2 separate regions of the Mus musculus genome follow, and region 2 is linked to region 1. The links are chromatin contacts, called in public promoter capture Hi-C maps. All regions are on one chromosome and are shown on one strand. The core of a region is the stretch at or near the end of the contact, and the rest is flanking DNA. Distances in the headings are between cores, read along the strand shown.

Region 1 (5,140 bases), core at 1,325-3,824:
TTAAAAACAGCAGCAGCAGCAGCTCAGTGGGAAACTGATAGCACTACTATAAACAGACAGTGTGAACACCTCTCTGTCGTGTCTTCTGTGAGGATGGAGATCATGTGTTGTACAGGTCAGGCAAGCACTCTATCACTATGTAACCCTAGCTCCCATGTTTTTCTTTCTTTTTTTTTTTTTGGTTTTTTTTTTTTTTTTTTTTTTGGTTTTTTGTTTCAGAGTTTCTCTGTGTAGTCTTGGCTGTCCTGGAACTCACTCTGTAGACCAGGCTGGCCTCGAACTCAGAAATTCACCTGCCTCTGCCTCCCAAGTGCTGGGATTAAAGGCGTGAGCCACCACGCCCGGCTCCCATGTTTTTCTTAAAAGATACCCACAAGGGTAATATATGATTAAGGGGTGGGGGCTGAAAGTATAGTAGTGGGGTTTTCTGGGTTTTGTTTTTAATTTTAAAAAAATTGTATTCAATATTTTAAAGATTTATTTATTTATGCATTTATACAAATACAGGTCCTTTCCTGCATGTACACCAGAGGATGGCATCACACAGCTGTGAGCTGCCATGCAGGTTCTGGGAATTGAACTCGGGACCTTTGGAAGAACAGCAAGTACTCTTAACCACTGAGCCATGTCTCCAGCCCATAACTGTTTTTATTTGTAACTATTATAGTATCAAAATTGTATGTGATATAGCACTGTGTGGTAGTTTGACAGTTTTCCTCGTTTGTGCTGCATAAAATAATGATGCACCTTATAAGCTGACATAAATGCTGGGCTGGATGCATACACACCAATTTTAAAAAGTCAAATTTGCCAGCCTGGTCTACCAAGCAAACTCCAGTACAGCCAGGGAACATGAGAGACCCTTATCTCAAACAAAACAAAACAAAACAAAACAACTGAATAGATCTAAAGTTCTGTAAAATCCACACGCCGGGCAGTGAACAGTGTAGGGAAACCGAACACTTGCCATCAGAGTGGTCGAGAGTATTCTAGACCTGATGGAATCAATGAATCTTCAATACTGTGAGAGTGATTAATACATTTGTGTCTCAGCATACCTAGATATATGGTGAAAAGAATAAAAGAAAAAAAAAGCTGAGAAATCCTACAAACCAAGATATTAAATGAAACTAAAGAGTTAAGCTTGATGCCAGACTGTGGCATCAAATTGTGAGTTCAAGGCCAGCATGGATAACAGAGTGAGTTTGATGCAAGCCTCAAAAAATTATGGAGACTCTTAACAGGCTGAGGCTATAGCTCAATAAGTTATACAGTTTTCTGGCTAAATCCCCAAGCCAGGAAAAGAAAAATCAAACAAGACAAACTAAAGGGAAATGCAGTGAATAAGGAAAGAATAAATGAACATGAAATGGAATTAATATGCTCCTATGTAAACTTTTTCCCCTTTGGTCAGTCTTGGTAGATAGTCCAAGGTGAGTTTAAATCTAGGCCCTCCGACCTCAGCCTTCCCATGTGCTGGAATTATAATCACTAATCACTCTCACCAGCTAAAACGGTCCTTTTAACTTTCTGAAATTGTATATACCTTATTAGTGAAAAGCAAACAAACAAAAAACCCTTACACACATAAATAAAACATCACACACCAAAAGCTTTCTTCACAACTCAACCAACTTCTATACAGTTAGAAGAGGCATTCCAAATGGAAACTATCAAGTTTCACATTAAAGTATTACACTTTCATTATCAAATATATTTTACCTACCACCAAAACCAAAAGAAAAAAACATGAGAAATTGAAAAACTCTATATCCTTTTGTAAATGATGTTAATCTACCTGCAGTCAGTTCTTCCCCATCCTCATAATCAATAGGAAAAACAAAAAAACAAAAAAACTTTAGTAGAACAAAATGCTGCAGCCCAGGGACATATGAAAGACGCTCCACCTGCAACAGCTAACATTTTCAGGATGGGGCTCAGGCTCGGGTTCATCTTCAGCCTAAAATTAAGATGAAAATACTAGTAATATCTACCTTTAGAAAAATGTAGAGAACCAGACATAAAAGGAAAATAATTACGTGATACATATGGACTTGGTATCTTCTTTGGAGAAGCGTTCACGTTAAGAGGTATTTTTTTAGTCTTTAGAGAGAAAAGTTCAGAGCGACGCACACAGAAAAGTGATATGAAATGGGGGGGGGGGTAGGGGTGTTAAAATATGGTGGCCTCTTTATTACTCGATATTTTGCAGCGTATTTCTTACGTTAGGGAAAACGCTCCGTAGTGTTTAAAATACTCTCCAGCTTCAAGGCAGGCCGCCGCGCACAGCTCGATTTGCCTGTGACTTCCACTTCCGTGGCGCGGAAACTTCCTAAGGATGGAAACTGCAGCCTAAACTCCCACAAACTTGGGCGGTGACGACAGCCTACGCGAACCCCGTGATGCCCCTCGCCTCCCAGGCTCCTACCCCGCAGCCCCGCCTTTGCATACGCGGTGGGGCGGGCCTTGCTCAAACCACGGGTACGATTGGTCCTTGAGGAGAGGTGGGTGGATCAGCGCTGTGGCGTCATGACCTCGCGCAGGGAAAAGGCGCGCGCCTAGGAAGCCGCGGCATTAGACGGTTGCGGGCGCAGAGGGTTGGTAGTTGTCGCTGTAGGCCTTCGCTGCCGCTTCTGCATCGTGAATCGGGGGACCTTGGCAGCCAGACCTCGTTCCTCTTAGAGTAGCTCTCATCTAGTCGCCACAACTCCGCCACCATGTTTGAGGCACGCCTGATCCAGGGCTCCATCCTGAAGAAGGTGCTGGAGGCTCTCAAAGACCTCATCAATGAGGCCTGCTGGGACGTCAGCTCGGGCGGCGTGAACCTGCAGAGCATGGACTCGTCTCACGTCTCCTTGGTACAGCTTACTCTGCGCTCCGAAGGCTTCGACACATACCGCTGCGACCGCAACCTAGCCATGGGCGTGAACCTCACCAGGTGAGCGGGTGGCGGGAGCGGGGCCCCACTCTTCCCGCTTCCGCTCTTGGCGGGGCTGTGACTCTGCACGCTCATTGGCTGGCTTGGCCATCCGCGCTTTCTGATTGGTCTATGGTGTCGGGGGCAGCCCTCACCAAAGCGCGCGGTTCCGAAAAGCCCGCGCTGGCAGTGGCGCCCACTCTGTTTCCGCGCCAAAGCCACAAAGCGGGAGTCCGCGGGAAAATGAGTGCTCCGGAGCTGTGCTCATTAAATGCCTGCAGCTTTGAGTGGCTGGTCTTAGCGCCTAATAAACGAGTCTTAGTGCAAATGTAATGTCGACTTAGAGTGACAATAGACCTTTTCTTGACTTCCAGAGTCTCACTGCGCATCATGGATTTGAGGGGAAATCTGTCAGTTTTAGCTTTTAACTTTGCTACAGCTACCTAGGTTAGTGCCTCCTGTATACGTGTTCAAGGACAGTGTGTGACTTATTTTAGTACAGATACATGGATTAGTGCCACTTGTATACATTTTGAAAGATTTACGAAAAGGCCAGACGTGATGGGGCACATTCTCCAGTACACTAGAAACCAAGGACACCCCGCTCAAAAAGATGCTTTCTCGAATGTTGGCTTTTAGTGCATTTTACTAAGTCGGTTTTAAGAATCACATATACCCGGTAATTTGCTTCACCCCTGAGAGAGTTTGGGGTACCCTTAGCCCCTTTAACAGTTCTCCAACCGTGAGTGTGAAATGGTACAACTTGTAATTGCTTTTTAAAATATAGATGTGGATTACATGTTGATAAAGCCTGTCTTTTTTTTTTTCCCCCCTAGCATGTCCAAAATTCTAAAATGTGCTGGTAATGAAGACATCATTACATTAAGGGCTGAAGATAATGCAGACACCTTAGCACTAGTATTCGAAGCACCAAGTAAGTTAAACACCTTTAAAACTCGGTAGTTACGTGTTGTTTCTGTTTCTCAAAACCAAAAAAAAATATTAACAATATTGTAAAATTTCCATCATAGATAGGACCGTGTGGTGTGCTTTGGTAACATTTTCCTTCTTTTGGTAGATCAAGAGAAAGTTTCAGACTATGAAATGAAGTTAATGGACTTAGATGTGGAGCAACTTGGAATCCCAGTGAGTTACCTTGTTTCTGATTGTGTGTTACCCTGCTGTGATACCAGCTGATGCGTGTTCTGAGTGGAGTGGTGGTATTGGGGATGAATGGCACACTGCCATTTCACTAAACCACAGCAGTCTAAAGTTGATTGAGTTTTAAAGAAACCAGAAGTCTTGCATTCTGAGTTCTGGTTAAGATGCTAAATCTTGAGAACATGAAGCTGAGCCTTCCCCCTTTTCTAGACTGACCTTTAACTTGTGGGTTTACAGGAACAGGAGTACAGCTGTGTAATAAAGATGCCGTCGGGTGAATTTGCACGTATATGCCGAGACCTTAGCCACATTGGAGATGCTGTTGTGATATCCTGTGCAAAGAATGGGGTGAAGTTTTCTGCAAGTGGAGAGCTTGGCAATGGGAACATTAAGTTGTCACAAACAAGTAATGTGGATAAAGAAGAGGAGGCGGTGAGTAGTAAGGGGGCGTCCAGTTAGGTGTCTGAAGCAGGGATGGAGCCTCGGCTTTTGTTTTTATTTATTCATTCATTTTGAGATGGAGTCTTGAGTAGACCAAGCTATCTTAGAGCTCAGAGACGACTCCATAAGCTTTTACAGGTAGCATTTGGAAAGCTAAGTGTACAGCCTTTTGCTTCCTGGAAATACTCTTGGCAAATAAGTGAGGGTTGGCAAGTGAGCAAAAGAAAATGGTTGGGGGTGTATGTAGCTTTATGTGTTGCAGGTTCAAGAGTATTTGCAGTCCCAAGGGAAATAAGAAAGACTTCACAAAATGTGGAAAGAGTTGTATTAAATGCTCTTGACAGTTACATCCATAGAGAAAGCTGGGCATGATGTCTCAAACCCACAACTGTAGTACTCAAAGCTACAGCAGGAAGATTCTCAGCTTAAAGTCAACCTGGCAGAAAATCTAGCTCAAAAAGAATGAGGAAGAAATTGGGAAGGCAAAGGAAGATGTTCTCCGAGTCCTCCTCATTCAAGTAGAACATACTAGGCCTCTTTAATTTCTAAGTATCCCTGAATCGAGGCTTTTTCTCAGGAATCCAATGTATATTTCATGGCTACACTTTTTTTTTTCTTTTT
Region 2 (5,140 bases), core at 1,897-4,396, 400 kb before region 1:
TCCGGAAATGAGAGCAGTGTTTTTATAACAGAGATTTATTAGCTGGACATGGTAATGCACACCTTTAATCCCAGTACTCAGGAGACGGGGGCAGGTGAATATCTGTGAGTTTGAGGTCCTCTGTGAGACTCTTTCTCAAAAAATGAAAACAAAAAAGAAAAAGAAAAGAAATACACACACACACACACACACACACACACTTACTTTTCAATTTTAACATCCAGTGTTAATAAAATAGCTAAAACATATGTAAGACATTTGAGAAAAAGCCCAGATCAGGGTAAGTTACATCTCTGTGCACACCAGTGACAAACAAAACAGCAAAAGAACAACTTTTAAGGGCTGGAGAGATGGCTCAGCAGTTAAGAGTGGTTGCTGCTTTCTACTCCTCCAGAGGACCCAGGTTCAGTTCCCGGAATCCACACAGTGGCTCACAACCATCTGTAACTCACAGTTCCAGTGGATTTGATGACCCTTCATGGGCACTAGGACATACATGATGCACAGACATACATGTGTGCAAAACATTCCTACAGTACAATAAAATAAACAGGTATTTCAAAAAGCAAACAAGTGGGATGTTATCACTCATGGCTGGCTCGTCACATTTTCTTCTGTCTTGATTTCAATTTAAAATTTTTAAATTATTTTTATTTTTCTGGGTATGAGACTTTTGTTTATGGGCACGTATGTGCACCATGAGTGTGCCTGGCACCCAAGAAAGCCAGAAGAGGGCATCAGACCCTCTGGAACTGGAGTTACAGATGATTCTGAGCCATCATGCCAGTTCTGGGAACTGAACCTAGGTCCTCTGAAGAACAGCCAGTTCTCTAAACTGCTAAGCCATTTCTCCATCCCTTAGATTCCAATTCTTCATTAAGTTCATATTCTATAGAGTAAAATCCACGTCCTCTAGCTAATTAGGTTATATACTAAATTTCTAGTCAGAAATGGGTACTATAAAAGGTTAGGTCTGGTGACACAAGAAAGTCATGCAGAACCAGGCGACTGAGGAGAGCTGACACATTTGATACAGCACTACCTGCTCATTCCTGGAAGGTTCCACGGGGTAGAAGGCCAGCAGGATCACTTTCTGTCTGTTCCCTCTCTGAGACGGAGTTCTTGTTCTGTGCTGATCCTATTACTGGGGTGTTCTATTTTAAGGCTAACCTTAAACAACTTGGTAGATTGAAAAGAAAACTTGACTTTAAAAACAGGGTCATGTGCAGCGCAGGCTGGCTCACACTCACTGTGTGGTCTGAGCTGGCCCTGTACCTATGAACTTCCTATGTTCTGTGATGACAAATGGGCATTTCTACATCTAGCTGTTTGTAGTTTCCTTGTTTTCATACTGTCAGTGTGTAAACCCAAGGCCTCAAGCTGGGCAAATGCCTTTCAGCTGAACTATGCCCTTAGACCAACTTGGATCCATTTGCTAATTAAGTGGTTGGTTTGCTTTTTGCAAGCCTACATACTTATCTGCCCCATCAAGGGGGTGGACTGTCAAAAGGACTCTGTGTATAAGATGGGTGAGCCATAAGCCCGTCTGTTCCCTGGGTAAGGGGTACTAGCATAGCCTGTACACAGTGAATCTCTGTACCCCTCACAACTGTACAGTTAAAAACACTCCATATTTTTTTCAAAGATTTATTTTTATTTTATGTATGTGAGTACACTGTAGCTGTCTTCAGACACACAAAAAGAGGGCATTGGATCCCATTACAGATGGCTGTGAGCCACCACGTGGTTGCTGGGAATTGAACCTCTGGAAGAGCAGTCAGTGCTCTTAACTGCTGAGCCATGTCTCCAGCCCCGAAAACACTCTATATTTTCTTTTTCCTCATTTGACAGTGGGTAACTGCACGAAGGAATAGAAGTCTCCAAACTCAACCCTCCCTGAGCTGCCCCAGAGCAAAGCTTCATAAACTGTTCCCATGAGCCTCTTTTTGCCTGAGAAGTTTTTATAGGACCCAGGCATATAAGCATATAAAATAAATTACAAATTAAACATTTTCTGATAAAATCATGAAAAAATATTTTAAAGCAATTCTTTGGGAATTGAATGGTCTGTTATCCCAGCACTTGGAAGTCTGAGGCATATAATTGTTACCATTTATTAAGGAATAAAGCAAATGTGCATAGAAATGAGCTAGATGTTCTCAGATGTTTTACATAAAGAATTAAATTATGACAAATATCTGCTGCTACAAGACACAGCATCTTCAATGTTCTTCGAAGTAGATCAATTCTTTGTTTTTATAATTACCAACAGAGAGTACTTCAATTAAATAAATAGAGCAACATGGCAGAAGTATGTTTAGAACCATTTCAGAGTGTCTCAGTTAGAGTTTTACTGCTGTGACCAAGGTAGCTCTTATAAGGACAACATTTAATTGCGGCTGGCTTACAGGTTCAGAGGTTCAGTCCATTGTCATCAAGGTGGGAACATGGCAGCATCCAGGCAGGCATGGTACAGACAGAGCTGAGAGTTCTACATCTTCATCTGAAGGTTGCTAGCAGAATACTGACTTCCAGGCAGCTAGGATGAGGGTCTTAAAGCCCACATCCACAGTGACACACCTACTCCAACCTCTTAATAGTTTCATTCCCTGGGGTGAGCATATACAAACCATCACACAGAGATTGTTGGAAATTCTTTTTAATTTTTCAGTTATCTGTAAGGGGGCCTGGGAGGTGGCTCAGGAGTTGAGAGCACTTGCTGTAATTCCAGAGGACTTGAGTTTGGTTCCAACACCCATGTCAGGCAACTGACAACTGCCTGTAACTCCAGCTCTAGGGAGGCTGACACCGTATTCTGGACTCATGTGGCACCCACATACAGTGGCACATGTTCACACACACACACACACACACACACACACACACACACAGAGAGAGAGAGAGAGAGAGAGAGAGATATCTTTGAAACAAAGCTTTTTAAAAATTATTTTAAATTTTATTATTAGTATGTGCCTGCGTGTGTGTGTGTGTGTGTGTGTGTGTGTGTGTGTGTGTGCACAGCATGTTTGTGGAGGTCAGAGGACAGCTGCTGAGAGTGTACCCTCTCCTGCCATGTGGGGTCTGAGGACTGAGTTAGGGCTTACAGCTTACGCCATCTCTCCAGCCTGCCTGGAAATTCTGTCCTAAAACCAAAGTAAGATTCTTTTCTTGGTCCTTTTCTCCAGTTTTCTGGACTCAGGGTCTCCTGTGGAGCCCCAACTGGGCTTGAACTCGTGAGGATCCCCCTGCCTCTGTCTACCGAATGCAGAAATTAGAATCACGGGCCACCACACCAGGCTTTACTCTGTGATTGCTTTTTAATGACACTTGAGTGAGTCACTCAAATGGCAATTTTTAAAATCAAGCACTTGACACAATATAATCCAAACGTATACTAATTTAATGCCAAGGAGTATCAGTAGGAAAATATTAAGTGTCTTTGTTTTCTGTACTTAAACTGCTGTGTTTCTATAACAGTAAAAACCAAAAGCACGGCAGTCCACAACGCACACAGGCCTGGAGTCTGAGCAGGCGTGTTTGCGACAGTTCTCCTTGCTCGTTGACCTTGCATCCGGGAACTCACACACTGTAATCAGAACCAAGGCTAGGTTAAAACTGCATGGCGCTGTGCAGCAAGAGTGAGCTCTGGCAGAAACAGCTTAGATTTATGAGGCATTTGACTTTGAATTAAATTTTAATTCTAGGGGTTCAGTAACCTTTTACTGCTTCCAGATTTTTTCTGTGCCCTCTCTCGCATTCAGTAGCATAACCCGATATGGGGTGTTGATCCACAGTTTAAGAAACCGAGCTCTAGACAGCCCTAGGGCCATCCCCCTCCCCGGCCCCCCTCCCATTCATCCTTTTGATGCTGATCTGAGGCGATGCATGGCCTACAGTCTTCTAATGTTACTGCCACATGTTTTTCTTTTACAAATTCTAACACGGATTTAGGGGCTCCAGAGAAACTACAGCATGCAAGGAGGCCAGAAGGCCTTTTGTTCAGCAAAAAGTCCCATGTCAGCCCCTTTTCTCTCTACCCTTCCTTGCTTCCTTCCTTCCTTCCTTCCTTCCTTCCTTCCTTCCTTCCTTCCTTCCTTCCTTCTTTCCTTCCTTCCTTTTTTCCTTCCTTCCTTCCTTCCTCTCTTTTGTAATACTCAAGCAAGATTTTGGTTCCCTTTCCTATATAAATTCTTTAAATGTTTTTTTATGCTGAAAAAAAAAAATCTAATCTAAATTCTTTGATCAAGGTTAAGTCAATTCTTTTTCAGTTAACTTACAGAGACCCACCAACCTCTGCCTCCTGAGTGCTGGAATTAAAGTTCCGTACCACCACACTAAATGCAAAACAAATTTTTAAGTTAAAAAAAATTTTTTTTAGTTACAATAAATTAATTTTTACTCATTTTTTTTGACATCAAGGAAGTTAGAAGGTTGTCAAATATTTCCAATCCATTAGATATGGCGGTAGTTGGGTTATGTTCATAGATTTTTTTTTTTCCCAAGATAGGGTTTCTCTGTATAGCCCTAGCTGTCCTGGAACTCACTCTGTAGACCAGGCTGGCTTCGAACTCAGAAATCCACCTGCCTCTGCCTCCTGAGTGCTGTGATTAAAGGTGTGTACCACCACGCCTGGCTTATGTTCTTAGATTAAAAAAAAAATTATTTATTCTCTCATATATTACATCCTGATAGCAGTTTTTCCTCTTTCCTCTCCTGCCAGTCCCCCTCATCCCATCCTCCTTGTTTTCCTTCAGAAAAAGGGGTGGATGCCTCCCTTGGATATCAACCAAATTGGCATGCCAAGTCCCAGTAAGACTAGGCACCTCCCCTCACATTAAGCCTGGATGCGGCATCTCAGGAGGAAAAGGATCCCGAAAGCAGGCAAAAAGGTCAGAGACAGCCCCTGTTCCCATTGTTAGGAGTCCCACAAGAAGACCAAGCTACACAACTATAACAAATATGCAGAGGACCTAGGTCACACCCATGCAGGCTCCCTGGTTGTCAGTTCAGTCTTTGTGAGCTCCCATGAGCCCAGGTGGGTTGATTCTGTCAGTTTCCCTGTGGTGTCCTTGACAAGTCTGTCTTCTACAATTCCCTGCTGCAGGATTCACCCAGCTCCCTCTAATGTTTGGCTGTGGGT

The links. Promoter capture Hi-C pulls out the DNA fragments that hold promoters and counts their contacts.
Region 2: a promoter capture Hi-C map of cranial neural crest shows a contact between it and region 1. The contact joins the enhancer-like site here to the promoter of Pcna in region 1. A contact is called at or near these places in 1 of 39 promoter capture datasets (cranial neural crest) and 4 of 115 datasets of contacts at active chromatin or transcription factors (effector CD8 T cells, embryonic stem cells, large pre-B cells and 1 more).

What each region holds. Positions count from the first base shown.
Region 1 is chr2:132,250,614-132,255,753 of GRCm38.p6, reverse strand. Pcna (proliferating cell nuclear antigen) reads left to right here and starts at 2,574. Exons shown (of 6, transcript NM_011045.2): 1 at 2,574-2,938; 2 at 3,754-3,851; 3 at 3,996-4,063; 4 at 4,316-4,510. The coding sequence starts at 2,718. It also overlaps a transcript of Cds2 not described here.
Region 2 is chr2:132,651,242-132,656,381 of GRCm38.p6, reverse strand. AU019990 (expressed sequence AU019990) reads right to left here. Exons shown (of 6, transcript NR_033468.1): 6 at 3,315-3,586. Among named protein-coding and RNA genes, the nearest start is that of Shld1, 33 kb to the left of the region's middle. Within about 2 kb of position 3,146, at least 29 of the 459 cell types and tissues checked have an H3K27ac peak or open chromatin away from gene starts, as enhancers often do. A contact at or near this core is called in embryonic stem cells, where this site is marked.